Regions from separate parts of the Mus musculus genome. Here region 1 is linked to region 2. The links are chromatin contacts, called in public Hi-C maps. All regions are on one chromosome and are shown on one strand. The core of a region is the stretch at or near the end of the contact, and the rest is flanking DNA. Distances in the headings are between cores, read along the strand shown. Region 1 overlaps Frmd4a (FERM domain containing 4A). Region 2 has its middle 74 kb from the start of Gm52545.

Region 1 (7,034 bases), core at 2,062-4,561, 530 kb after region 2:
CTGCTCGGCTCCATGTTGGTGTTTCCCTCACTTGTCTCTCCCCTTACTCTTCCAGTGTGTGTGTGCATGCTCGTCCCTGGCTCCCAGTACCCTCACTTCACTGAAAGTTCCACCCCCACTCACCATCCCTGACCTCTGTCGATATCCCAGGGTCCCCTCAGCTACTATGGCTATGCATCGGAGTGCAGCCTAAACCCATTGACGTCATTACTTTCCTGCCCCTCACACACATGTTCCACAGCAGTCCATCATCCCTGTAACTGACACGGATGCTCCTACACCAGCGCCTCCCCTCCACAACCCAGGTCCCTGAGAATCAGCCCACGGCCCACCCTTCCACCCGTGCCTTTCTTGTTCTTGCTGCTTTTACTTTTCTGCATCTTAGATTTACCCCCACCCCACTTGCCAAGCATGCGCCATTGGCTGCAATTTCTACCTGCTTCTCTAACCCACTCCCAGAGCTTTGTTCTCTCTGCTCAACTCTGCTTCTGGCCTTGGCCCTCCACCCCTCCTCCTCTGCTGCCATTGGGCACCTTTCTAGAATGCTCGATGCTAATGATCCCCCATTATCATTAGCGTGTACCTCCACCTACCTGTTCAGCTTCACTTCTGCCTGCTCCCCTCTGACCATGCTAATCAAGAGCTTGCCCAGCCATTGTGACTGCTGTAAGACAAGGTCTGGCAATCTAATAAAACGGGTCCAGAAAAAGGAAATGGGAGGAAAACATAGCTACATAGCCAAGGAAGTCTATGCATATTTGTGGGCCCAGATTTGTGCTTGGAAAAATTCCTACATATCAGGAGAGTGCCGTGAAGTGTGTATTCAGTTAAATCCCCAAATTTAGCCGCTGTGTTTGTGGGAGAATAAATATTAGATTTATCTCTTTAGACCTTGAGTTTTATGAACAACAAACTGAAATAAACAATAGGAAATCGACAACAAGGGACTGGCTATTATCTAGAAGAAGATTCTCTGGCCCTGAAGATGTCTCTCTCCGTGATTGAGACTATAGTTGCTACTTCCTGTTCCTTGAAAGGACAATGGTGTCTTATTGGAGGTGCCTAGCTAACCCGACCTTGCCTTAATTCAGCTGGGTCCCTGGTTACAAAGTAAAGCCTCTGAAATCCTAAGCATCAGAGGCACTTGGCTGCAGAAATCCACAGCTTACCATCCACATTATTATCACCCCCTCTTCACCACCGAAAGTCAGCGTTCCAAATGTGACATTTGTGTTCATTACAAAATGAAACCACTGGCCCGTTTAATTAACATTTGCTGTAAATATTCAGTGGTTCCCCAAGTGCCAAGAGGTAGCTAGCTGCAAGAGTGGCAGCAGGGCAGGGGCCTGGCAGAGCTCTCGCTGGCTGACGTCATCTGGATAGAGGTCAGTGTGTTACAGCCTTAGCTCATAGCCTCTGTGAGGTAAAAAAGAGATGCCATTCCCCAAGGCTGCAGGCAGGTCTAGATGTATAATCATTCAAGCAACCAGAATGGAGTACATACCTCAACTTCAGACTAGGATAAAATACTGAGTCCCGAGTCCTCTGAGCTGCTGTGGGTGTGACATGGCTCCTGGAGGTTACCATTCTGGCTGGCTTTGACCTCAGCCTAGACGGTTGCTCCTTTCAGCTCAGAAGAAAGCACTAAGATTATCCCTGGTGTGTGTGGAAAATAACTTATTTTAATATGTACATTTTGTGGGCTGGAGAAATGACTGGCGCGGGGCGGGGGAGGGGGGGAGTAAGACTGAATAAGCTGAGGGCATGGCCAGCTCAAAGGTATGGTTAAGGGGAAGGGTTTATTATAGGTGTGAGGAAGAAAACAGCCAGAGGCATCTGGAAGAGCATAGAGCAGAGAAGGCAATAGAACACGACCAGCAGACTGGCTTTGACCATGGGGTTAGAGGAGAGAGAAAGAGAAGGAGAAGACCAACATGGAGCAAAATGGAGAGGGGGTGCTGAAATAGCAGGGCTATAAAGAGAAGTGAGTATCTGGGGAGGGAAGCCCATGAGCTAAAGGCAGCGCTGAGAAGAGCCAGGATGCTAGCATGGACTCTGAAATGTGTGCTTGTACTTGTGATGCTGGGAGCCTGGAAGCCAGCGTGCACTTTAGTATATGAGTAAGCACCACAGATGTGTGCCTTGTGCCAGTGATAAGGGGATGGCTCTTTGGTAGAGAGGGAAGCAGCTTCATGGGTTCCTGGGGAATGCTGGCTTTTGTCTAGCCACCAGAATTCAGGGAAATGGAGTTTCCTTTGGGCCTGACAGCTGCCAGGCCTGGTGACCTGAGTTCCCTCCCTGGAACCCAGGTGGTGGACAGAGAGAGATGACTCTGCCAAGCACTCCTCTATCCTCCACAGACACAAGTGCATTCACACACAGGGAGGGGTTTGCCTTGCTGTTCAAGTATGATGAAGCCAACAGATCAAGGGTTGAAAGTGTCCTGTGACAGAGCCCAGGAGAAGAGGTGATGTCACATGGTGCCGGGAGAGTTGGGAGGCAAAGGGGGGAAAAGAAGGCAGTATCCTCTACTGGGCTTTCTATGGAAAGCCACTGCCGCGCTGGGAAAACAGGCTTGGGATTGGCTAATTTAAATGACTATGATTTCAATGGGCTTTCCAACCTAGGGCCTTTCCCATGTCATCTGGAACATGTCTCTGGTCAGAAAGGTAGGGGACCATGAGAGAAGAGATGGTGGCAGCATTTGAGAGTCAGTAGAGGTTGTAGAAGTGAGACTTTGGGCCCCTTAGTCATATTTGAGAGTTAGAGCTCTGATGGCCATGGGTAGCTTACTAGCTGTATGAACTGGCTGACTTTGAAGCCAGCAAGGCCCAGACATTCACGCATTGTAAAGATACGGTTAATGCCGAGCAGACTTGGGGTTGCCTGTATAGACCCTTGCAGCGGAAGATACATCTTTTGTTTTCCCTGGACTCACTCAGAAACTCAGAAGGTTCTTTGTAAACTGTTTGAGGAAGCCATCCCTTCCCTACATGGGCAGTTAAGGAGGAGCAACAGTGCCCCCTACTGACACAGAGGACCACAAACCAGATGTTCATAAAAGCACCAGACCTAGTTTTTTGGAGGGGGAGAGAGGAAAGGGCAACCTCAACTTTTCTTGCAAACCATCGAGTCCCCTCATTTCCCCAGAAATCTCTTCAACCTTGTGCCCGGCCAGGGTGGGAATAGAGATGTCTCGGGTCTCTTTTCATCCAGACATTTCACTTCAGAGTTTCCTAGCACAGATCGAAAGTTCAGGATGAATTAAACGCCCAAGGTTATGAACAAACACATGCCAGGCCCCAAGCCTCCAGGATTTTCCAGTCTGTTGTCTTGGTGATAAAGGTTAACAGGAAACTGCTTTCCGATTTCTGTCAAGAGGAGGATTGCTCTCTCTCTCTCTCTCTCTCTCTCTCTCCCTTTCCCCCTCCGCTCCCCCTCCCCTCTCCCTCTCTTGCTCTCCCTCTCTTGCTCTCCCTCCCTTCCACCTCTCTCCTAGCCATGCTTGTCATTTCTGCACCTCCTTGGACTTGACTGCCAGATGGTAGACGTCCATGAAAACGGAAGCGGGCGCCTGAGACAGCAGGGCTGCCGCCTCATTTACTTCTCCATTACCGCAGCGCGGAAGGGAGAAGTGGAGTGTTGGGCTCTTAGGAGATAGTCTTCAGGAGAAACCTGGGGCTGAGGAGGGGGGCTGAGGAGGGGGGTACACAGGACATCTCTGTGCTTTAGTTGAGGACTAAGGCAAACGGGATAAAGACACAGGACTTGGAAAACTGGGCTATTTCAGACCCCGTGGGCTTCCACTCAAACATTACTATGGCGATAAGCCTTCCCTGCCAGGCTTGGGAGGTCACTGGTGGGTTTTTGTCATTAAGAGACAAGCAAATCAGCAGCCATGCTTTATCCACTTTCTGTGTAGACAGGGAAAGACAGGAAGTAGCCTGAAACCTGGCTGTGTTGGGGGGTGAGACCCCACACCTGAAGTTTTATGACATTTTGCTTATCATTTGTTATTTCTTTGTCCTTACTCTTTCTCTGCTGATGTGGCTTAAATCTGAATTATACACACGCACACACAGATAGATACACACAGATGCAGACACATGCACACACACATACACACAGAGAGACACAGACACACATATACACACAGAAAGACACAGACATACAAACACACACACATACACACACAGAAACACACACACAAGCACAGACACACACAAACACACATGTACACACATACACACAGACACAGGCACACACACACATACACACAGAGAGATACACACACACACAGATACAGACACATGCACACACACATATACACAGAGAGACGCAGACACACACGTACACAGACATACACACACACATACACAGAGAGATACACACACAGACACATGTGTAAACACACAGAGAGAGACACAGACACACATATACATACAGAAAGACACAGACATACAAACACACACACATCCACACACACGCACGCACACACTCACGCACATACGTTTGTTGAATGTTCGGACCCAACTGGTGCTGCCATTTGGGGACATTGAGGAACCTTTGTGACATGGGACTTATCTAGCAAAGGCAGGTTGCTGGAGGGAAACCTTGGAGGATATATTTGTCTTGGTTCCAGCCTGAGCTCTGTGCTTCCTAAACCATCCACGAAAACATGAGCAAACCTTTCTGAAAGCCCCCTCAGCTGCCACACTGTCCCTGCCACGCTGGACTGGTGTCTCCAAACATCAACCCCAAATGAGTCCTTCCTCCTTTTCATTGCTTCTGTGAGGTGTTCCTTCACAATGACAAGAAAGTAGCATACTACCCCTTAGGGACTCTGACCAAGGTGGGACAGACTGAAGAAAAGCTGAGCATCAAAGTTAGCAGTTATGTCAGGCTCTGTACTTGATCTAGAGGCACAAAGATAACAGTGGTATGCCCCACCCCTCCTGGAGGCCTGGGTTGTCAGAAATGACAGGGCTGAGGGAAGTGTACTGAGCAGTGCCCCAGGAGCTCAGGGGAGGGGCTGTGCTTGCATATATGGTGGAGCTGGGGGTAGGGGAGCAGGAGCTATAGCAATGTCCTCTGCGGGGTGGCTTGGGCAGAAGCACGGCTGTCAGGTGATCTCTGAGCCAGCATAAACTTCCAGGAGTGCAATCCCATACTCACCCAGTCAGCCATTACCCCACTGTGTCCATGTCTCACTATCAAAACGGAACACAGTACCAGAATAATAGCAGACTCCCCCGAAGGCTAACGGTGACTTTTCCACTATGTGATAATTTGAGTCTACATTTGTGGAGTCTGAAATAGCTCAATTTTCAAAGTACTTCCCTGTCTGTGTTGCTTTTATTCCTCTCGTTTTCTCTCTTCTTTCCAGTTTGTTATTCTGCCTGCCCTTTAACAACGACAGCGCAGCTAGAGAACGACCAGTCCCCTCTGGCAGGCTTTGCACATGAGGACCATTCAGTAACCCTTTGGAATTTTGCTAACTCTGACTTTGCAGTGAGTTGCTGTTGTCTGTTGATGGAGGTGACCGGCCTGTCTCTGAGTGACACCAGGTTCACTGGCACCTGCACACAGTCACCAGAGCAGCTTCTTCACACACATCGCTTGCTCGCTTAGTCTACAGACCAGAGAAAGGGTTCTGAGACTGGCCTGCCTGGCCTGGGTTTTGTGAGGAGAGATTTTTGCTTTGTGTGTGTGTGTGTGTGTGTGTGTCTGTGTGTGTGTGTGTCTGTGTGTGTGTGTGTGTGTGTGTGTGTGTGTGTGTGTGTGTGTGTGTGTGTGTGTGTTGAGATAAGGTTTTGTGTAGCCTAGGCTGCAGATGTAGCTCTTGCTATGTAGCTAAGGGTGACTGTGAACTTCCATTTCTCCAGCTGGGACCTCCCACAGCTGGAATTACAGGTGTGTACCACTAAATTCAGTTTTGGCTTGTTGCTGCTGCTGCTGCTGCTGCTGCTGAGATGATGATGATGATGGTGATGATGGTGATGATGATGAGGGTGTGGATGTTGGGGCTGAGGAAGCTGTTTTGGTTTAAATTCATTCCTAGTATCTAAAAATAAAAAGACTTCTTACAAGGAGATCTATCGAGTCCCACTCTTCTCTACAGTTAGAAAAAGAGAAGCCTGATACAGTGACGTGTCATGCCGTAAGTCACATGGATTAGATAGCCAAGGTTGGACCTCTGGTGCTTGACTTCCAGGATTCTCATCATCAGGGTGCCATGGTGCTGAATGGCCAGGGCATTTGCTTCTTATTTTGCCCACTTTCCCCTCTGCACCCCGCTTGTCTGTCTGTTTCCTAAAATCCAAGGGACCAGTGCCCATCGAGTCTAGTCTGGGTTTCCCTCAAACACCCTGTATGGATCCTTAGACCGAACGGGCGGGCGCATTATCTGATTAAAGGATTTAATAAACTCTGAATTGATGTATATAAAGGCATGTTTAATACAGACTTAAATAATGTCAGCATGTTTCATCTTAAGAGAAATTTACACACTCCATCCGATAAGAATTCAGTTCTCATTTGGCTTAGCATGCACGCCTGTCACAGCCTTGAGAGCACTTCTCCCAGCCTCGCCATGTGCCTTGGGATTCAGTCATGCTTCACCACCCTCAGGGAGGCACATCAGAAGCCACTGAGGGCCGGGTGACCACTGCCTGCTGCTCCATTGAACAGAACAAGATCTCCTTTAAAAGCATAGCTCTACAATGATTACAATTTTTAAAAAGTAACATGAGAGAAATAGCAGAACAAGACATTGGACATCAGGTAAGGAAAGAGAAGTAGAAGGCAGCTCAGAGTCTGACATCGTCATAGTTAACGCAGCGCTGTGAGAGCCACGTTCAACCTGTCTGTGGAGACTTGGCTTGAAAGAGCTTTGGAGAGGAGTGTGGGACAGACAGATGGACCTGAGATGCCGCTGGCCTCTCAGCTGAAGTAGCCCAGTCTGCCTCAGTCTACCCTCACTTTCAGATGACTATAAGTAATGTTTTGTTGCCACTTTGAGGTTGGGTTTATTT
Region 2 (7,562 bases), core at 3,314-5,813:
CTGTGTCTGCGTTGTTCTTACTTGTTAGTCACACTCAGTCCCTGCTACCCTACATCTGTAACAACTCTTGACATTTAGAGATGGAGGTTTTCCAATGTTGTCTATTTCTACAAAACAATGGTCATGGTTAAGTGAAACACCCTTCCCAGGCTAGTTGGGGCACTATTTGGAAAGGTGATAAAATGTTTACCAACTGGGCATCTCTCAAGGAAGCAAGTCATGGGGGTATGTCCTTGAGGTAATGTGTCCAAATGTGCCCCTGTATGCCCTTCTACCATGACGTTTCCTTACCACAGGCTAGAAACTACACAGCTAACAAGCAAGAACGGACTGAGACCTCTGAAACGAGCCAAAGTAAGTCCTTCTTCCTTTAATGCATGTGCATCAGGCATTTTGTCACAGTCATAAAAGTCCAACCTATGCAGTTAGCAGTGTTTTCTTAGGATCTGGACTTCTGTGAGCTTCATATAATTTTCTTATCTATTGCTAAAGTAAAACTATTCTAAATTTACAGTGCAGTTATACATTCATGTTCGAAAAATGGGTTTGTTTATAAGATTTATATCTTGCAGTTGATGAATATGATATTCCTTATCTACCTTGGCTCCTTTAATTTTCCTTTATTTTCATTCAATGCACAGAGCACTATGTGAAGCATGAGGCTACAGGAGTTAGCTATTTCAAAGGCAACAAAATGATCAGCTGAGGGAGAACATATGCCCTTGAGTGACATTGAGCTAATTTTTATTAACTAGAAATGTCCAAGATAGTATATACCAGTAGAAGGACAGAATGACTGAATCAGGGTAGGACTGCAAAAGGCAGCCTGGTTCCTGGTTGAGCAAAGGCTAGAAACCCAGGTGACCCTGAAGGGATGGAAGGTGTTTTGCCTCACTCCTGGGCACCCAGCTCCTATCACATAGCTACAGCCCCCAGCAGCTTTCTATCAGTCACATAAAGGCAATGCCCCAACTCCCTCCATATGTAGAGGGCATGACCATAGATCACCTAGGCTCAATACAGATTTCAATTTTAATGAGGTACCTAAAGGCCTGAAGGGCTTAGCCAATTAAGCTTTCCTTCCCATACACTCCTCCCTGCAAAAGGTATTTAACCTCAGGCCTGCCCTGAGAAGTGGGGTACAGTTTTACTCATCCACTTTACACCATGACAATATATGTCTTAAAACCATAGCCTGCATCTTTTCATTGGGATCTGTCATGGGGATCCATGGAGAAGGCCTTCGCTTAAAGAGCTGCTGTCTAACCTCCCATAGAAAGTCTCTCTATGTTTCCAGCCATGACTGTCAAACCAAGGCCAAGCCCGCAGCCCTCCAACAAGCCAAAGACTTTGGGATCCATCCTGGGCTAGATCCAGCCCATGGGCCCCACTCTAGTCTCAGCTCTTCTATAGCTCCCACTGGAGCCTAGGTGTCCAAGAGCCCAAGAACCAGATGGCGGGCCCCAGCCTCCCCTCAGGCCAGGGACCCCAGAGCCAGATCCAGCTGTCCAGCACCTCAGACTGTGCTCCCCACTCTTGGAGTGGAATCCCAAGGCTTCCCTGTAGCCCGACAGCCTAGAGACTGCATGGGGTAAGTGCAGCCAAAACTTCCTCGTCCTGTCTCCCTGAGCTGCTGAGCCCTGTGGAGTGACCAAGCCCTGAGGTGGAGTGAAAACCAATAACCAAACAACCCTACAGATCAGTGGTTCATAACCCTCCTAATGTGATAGCCCTTTCCTATAGCTCCTCATGCTGTGATGACACCCCAACCATAAAATTATTTTGTTGCTACTTTATAACTATAATTTTGCTAATGTTATGAATGCTAATGTAAATGTCTATTTTCCCATGGTCTTAGGCAGCCCCTGTGAGAGGGTCATTCAACTCTCAAAGGAGTTATGACCCATTGGTTGAGAACCATTGCTTTAGAAGGAAAATTATGCACCCTCCCCAATTAAAGGGAGTCCAAATCTCATTTACCTCTAGATGAAATTAAAATGAGATAGTAAAGGAGAGTGTGTTAGCTTCATTTGTTTTTAAAACTTATTTTTAATAAGGGTTTTTACATGCCTTAACCTCCCTTCTAGCCCAACCATCCACTAGAGGTAGCAGAAAAGAAAAGTTACTAGGATATGGGGGAAGTGGATCTGTTTAGAGCTAGTTCTTTGGAGCAAATCCAATTCACATTGACAGGCTATCAGCAGTTTAGTTCACAGGAATCAGCAAAAGCAGGTCGATCCAGAAGAAGGCCCAAAGCTCTGCTGTATGTTGTTTAGAAGTAGTTCCTTGTGGTGATTTCAATCTCCAATTGTCAGGCTATCAGCAGTCCAGTTCAGTAGTGCCAGGAGAACAAACATGAATCAGCAGCAGTAGCATGATCCAGCAGAAACAGCCAGGCCTCCACCTAATGAGCAAGAGTCAGCAGGAGTTACCAGGGCCAGCAGGGACACCAGAAGTTCTCTGGTGTGCCTCTTTCAGAAGAGATAAAGACATGAGACCAGCAAAGCAAAGCTAACCATGCAAGCCTGCTCTCACTGTCCATTGAGACCTATTTATACTCCCTCCAAACATCATGTGCCCTCCCACAGGTCTTGCCCCTCATAGGTCTTACCTCAGCAAAACACTCTGAGTCTGTCTTAGCAATGCTCCATGGGAGTCTGTATCAGCTGATAGATCCAGAACCTTCCACATCATTCTGCCAGATGGCCCAAGTCTGAGAAAGCAGCAAGAAGCCACCAGAACACCACCAGCATTTTGGTATGCTTCTCTCTATGGAGTCACGACAAATGATGATCAATAAACAATGGTAAGGCATACCAATACCATCCAGCATCATCCATCGTCTGTTGTGTTATATTTATATTACTTCTAAGCATCATGTGTCTTTTCATGATATGTGAAGCATGATATGCTTTAGCAAAGTATCATTTCTTTCACCTTTGTCTGCTTCAGCAAAACATTCTTTCACGTGGCTGCTTTAGCAAAATATCCTTTTACTTGTGTGCCCCAGCAAAACATCACTTGACTTAACTGACTTTCTAAAGAAACCAGAAGTTTCCCCTTTAAGAGTGGTCCCTCCTTCCACAATTCTAATATGAAGAAAAGACACAGACATTCCCATGGAAAGAATGTCAGGTAACAGTGCAACTAGAGATTGGTGTCCCATTGCTATCGGCCAAGGAGCACAAAGGCCTTTTGGACACCATCAGGAATTAGGAGAGATTCATGGAATGGTTTCCATTTCAAAGCCATCAGAGGGTACCATGGGGCCAACTCTTTAGTTTCAGATTTCTGAACTCTAACCTTCAAGTGAATTAGTTTCAACTGTCATAAGGTATATATTCGGTTATATGCTCAAGAGGAAAAAGCACAAGACACAGAGACTAGGACTATCCAAATGCCACTCAGCTCTCAGGCTCTACCCCATCTCTTCTTTTGCTTCTGCTCAGTATTACTTGGGATGACATCCAATCAGAACATGGGGTCTCAGGGCTCAGGCAAAATCCTCAGATAGAAGAAAGTCTTAAGTCTAATTTGCTTGGAGAGAGTTCATCTCCAAGGCTTTTACATTTCCTAATATGTGAATACTTCTTTTATTAAGAAAATGTGATAAGTATAAAAAAATATGCAGAAGTCTTTTTTGGCTCATTTTTCATCTGGCCACTTCTTTACCTTTCACTGCCAACACTGCTGTGATGAGGGAATGTGAGGGCTTCCCTTTCCCTCACACCAGACTCTTCACACATCTTAAAGATTCTCTCTCTCCCTCTCCCTCTCCCTCTCCCTCTCCCTCTCCCTCTCCCTCTCCCTCTCCCTCTCCCTCTCCCTCTCCCTCTCTCTCTCTCTCTCTCTCTCTCTCTCTCTCTCTGTGTGTGTGTGTGTGAGAGAGAGAGACAGACAGAGAGAGACAGAGAGATTGTGTCTTCTCTCTTCTCCTAAAAACTGGGGTGAAATGAGGATGGGTTGAGTAGTGTGTTAATTAGAATTCATATATATCGAACCATCTCACCTAGCTGGAGCAGAAGGATTTGATACAGTATGTAGATGTCTTACAAAGAAACCAGTGGACAGGTGTAACACACACACACACACACACACACACACACACACACACACACACCCTCAGCTCAGGTTTCACTGTGAGCAAGAAGAGAGCATGGGGCGGAGCCTGCCGCCCTTTCGTTCTGCCACTCCCACTGCTGCTGCCTGCCGCCCTGCTGTTCCGGAGCCAAACACGTGGTCACCTGCAACTTTACTCCAGGATGATTTGGCTGGAATGGGTCCCTTCCCCTGCTTCATAACCCAGTGTCGGGAACAGTAAAATTGAACCTTGATCAGAGTGGTTGTCTTGGTTCCATCTCTATCGCACCGCCTAGCCCCCTCTTCTCTTCCAGTATCCAAGATGCCTTTCCAGACTAGAACCCAGACATGTGAGCGGCTGGTGGGCCGCAACAGACAGGAATTGAGCAGCACCAGGGAATCCCTGGGAGTCACACTGCCTCTGCACAGTGTGGGTAGGTGGCTGCTTCTGCTGCAGAGATTTTGGAGGCAGGAAGCCTGGTTGTAGAGTCATCCTGTCTGTCGTGATTTGTGCCAGCAAGATGGAAGATTGCCACCCTCCCATCTCTCTTCATAATCATCCTATATTTATATCTGGCATGAATCGCTTGGACCCAAAATCACACCAAGGTCACAGATGCAGGAAAGCCTCAGAAATAATGTTGCTTTTGACATTTGAGCCTCTGCAACATAAAAAGACACATGAAGGGGCTAGGATGGATACACAGAAGTAGACTGCAGTGTCTGTCAGAGACCAGAAGCTGTTTCTTTGTTGCCATAGTCTTTTTCAGGAGGGTGGGCTCAGAAAGCGATCCCTAATTTGTATAACTTTGCCATGGTTGCTTCTTTAGGCGTACAGTACCAGTCTGCTTGCCTCTCTTCTCCTGATGTCTGGCAGTTCTGTGTTCTGAGATTTAACTCTTTGTGATGCTGTTTCTGCGGTGATTACGCTAACATTAGGGACTGAACACTCCAGAAAAATCAGAGGAGCCATTTCCCAGCCCATGGGTGGAACTACCAGACTACCTGTCTTGTCAATATGTTTGAGGTAGGAGACAATTCTCTAACCCTGCAAGCATCCTTCTGCCATGGCTTTGTTCTTGTAGCCCTGTTCCTGGGATGGGCTACAGTCCTGTCTAACAATAGCACATAGCACTCTGCCTGTACATTACCTCTCCATCCTCTCTATCCCATGATGCTGCTGACATTTGAAATAGGATCAACAACACATGCTGCTAATTGGCACTAGCACAGGATCACACATATGTAATGTGTGGTCTAGCCACCCTCTTCTACTGTGGCTCAAACCTTACAAGACAGCCCGGAAACAGCCAGTCTTTGGCAGCCAATGGGATAAAGATGTACTCTGGCAATGGTCCCACTTACACAGGAAAGAGGGTAAGGATGTGATGGTGCCCAAACCTGGCAGCCATCTTATGTCTTCTACTCAAGTGTGACAATGACAGGGGAGCAAGCTGGCCTGCATTTGTGTGACTCTGATGTTAGGGGAGGGTCTGGGGATTTTACAAATCCCTGTGACATTGGCCCCAGGCTCTGGTCAAGAAGAAACTGCTGCTGGTTAACTCTTCATGTTGCTTAAACTCATTGTAGCAGTGGCTCTGATATGTTGGATCTTAGGAGAAGGAACAATGGCTCAAGCATTATATGATGGCATGTGATGAGTCAAATAATTCTGATTTCCTTTCCTGCGTCCTCAACCTGAGTTTGTTTTTAAGAAGTATATCTATCAACAGTGTGACAGAAAACAGGTGGGATAGTGAAAGAGTTCATTAAAGGAACCTTATTTATTTTTAACATTTTAAGAAAGGTTTTACTCATGTCAAAGTATGTATGCGTGTGTTTGTGTGTTTATATGTGTGTATATGTTTGTGTGAGTATGTGTGTGTGAGAGTATGTTATGTGTGTATATGTTTATGTGAGTATGTGTGTGTGAGAGTATGTTATGTGTGTACATGTTTGTGTGAGTATGTGTGTGTGTGCATGTGTGTGAATATGCTATGTGTATATGCATGTTTGTATATGTGTTCTGTGTGTATGCTTGTGTATGTATTCGTGTTTATGTGTATATGTTTGTATGTGTATATCTGTGTATGTATGTGAGGGTGTTATGTGTGCGTTTGTGTGTATATGTCTGTGAATGTTTGTGTGTGTTTTACAATGGGGTTTTGTAGGACGAAAGAAAGGCCTACCTAATTTTACTCCCAAGCACAAGAACAAATAACATTGGAAGCCAAAAGGCAAGGCGAGGCTGTTGATGAGTCACTATGGAGAAGAAAGAAACAGCAAGCCTAGGGGATGTTATTTTAAGAGACCTACCCTCCTCAGAGAAGCTTCTTTTCGCAGTGTTAACACAGAGACAGCCACAAGCAGACAGAGAATATGCAGAGTGAGAGACTTTGGATCGCTGTCCTAAGCAGGAGAGCTTCATCCAACTCCTTTCCTCTGGGTACAGGGATCTCAGTGTAAGAGAAGGTGCAAAGATTCTGAGAACCAGAGGTGTGAGATGATTCCAGGGAGACAGTGTCTTCCAGACACAACAGGATGGATACACATATGAACTCACGGAGACTGTGGCAGCATACAGGGACCTGCGGAGGTTCAAACCAGACAAAATCCCTGCATTGAGAAGGGGAGGCAGACATAAGGTTCCATCTCTAACCAAGAAGCTATTTACAGTTGATACCATGCAGGGGAGGGGAAATTAGATTCCTCTAATGGAGTGTCAGTAAGTGTATCAACCACGCACCAGGGCAGGCCCCATGCCTGACACAAAATGAACTTTATGTGGGCACGCGTGCGCATGCGCGCGCGTGTATGTGTGTGTGTGTGTGTGTGTGTGTGTGTGTGTGTACTTTTTGTTTTGTTTTGCTATTGTAATGGATAGGGATATGGGAAGGATCTGAGAGGAGTTGTAGGAAGGCAAAGAATATGATCAAAATACTCTATGAAAATTTTTAATAAAAAAGAGAAATGATATTAAAATAGAAAACAACATCACTGGACACACTAAGTCATTACCTGGGATATATAGTCCTTTATAGAATAATTTTTGGTGAGCATAGAAAGTAATAGATTATATGCATTGTATCTAATTGTACTTCATATTTGTTTCTTCACTCCCAGACCTCCTCCTCAGTGATTTCCTTAGTCTCTCTGGTTTACCTTCTGATTTCATGCATGCCCTGACCCCCGCCCCCCCCCCCACACGCAAGCACACACACAGTGTATAACAGTCTAATTCATTTTTTTCCTGAAATGGCATAATTTTGTTCAGCTTTGGAGCTGAATGAAGCTATTGTATATATAGACACATTTCCTTTAACTTGTCACCGGATGGTGGGCAGCTAGAGTATGTCACTTAGCCATTGTTGACTGTGCTTCAGTAAACATGGAGTGAGTATATCGTTTGCATTCCCAGATTCTCCTGGGCAAATACCCAGCAGCACTATAGCTGGATCACATGATAGATCTATTTTCAGGGT

What was found. Hi-C and Micro-C count contacts between places; a contact is called where the count stands out from the background.
Region 1: a contact with region 2 is called in a Hi-C map of cortical neurons, with 6 times the contacts expected there. The contact joins two enhancer-like sites. A contact is called at or near these places in 1 of 484 Hi-C or Micro-C datasets (cortical neurons) and 1 of 115 datasets of contacts at active chromatin or transcription factors (pancreatic cancer cells).

The regions. Positions count from the first base shown.
Region 1 is chr2:4,489,715-4,496,748 of GRCm38.p6, forward strand. The region is part of intron 4 of Frmd4a (FERM domain containing 4A); the gene reads left to right. All of the region lies in intron 3 of Gm39751 (a long non-coding RNA gene), which reads right to left. Among named protein-coding and RNA genes, the nearest start is that of Gm39751, 20 kb to the right of the region's middle. Within about 2 kb of position 3,312, at least 75 of the 459 cell types and tissues checked have an H3K27ac peak or open chromatin away from gene starts, as enhancers often do. A contact at or near this core is called in cortical neurons, where this site is marked.
Region 2 is chr2:3,954,023-3,961,584 of GRCm38.p6, forward strand. No RefSeq gene overlaps it. Among named protein-coding and RNA genes, the nearest start is that of Gm52545, 74 kb to the right of the region's middle. Within about 2 kb of position 4,564, at least 29 of the 459 cell types and tissues checked have an H3K27ac peak or open chromatin away from gene starts, as enhancers often do. A contact at or near this core is called in cortical neurons, where this site is marked.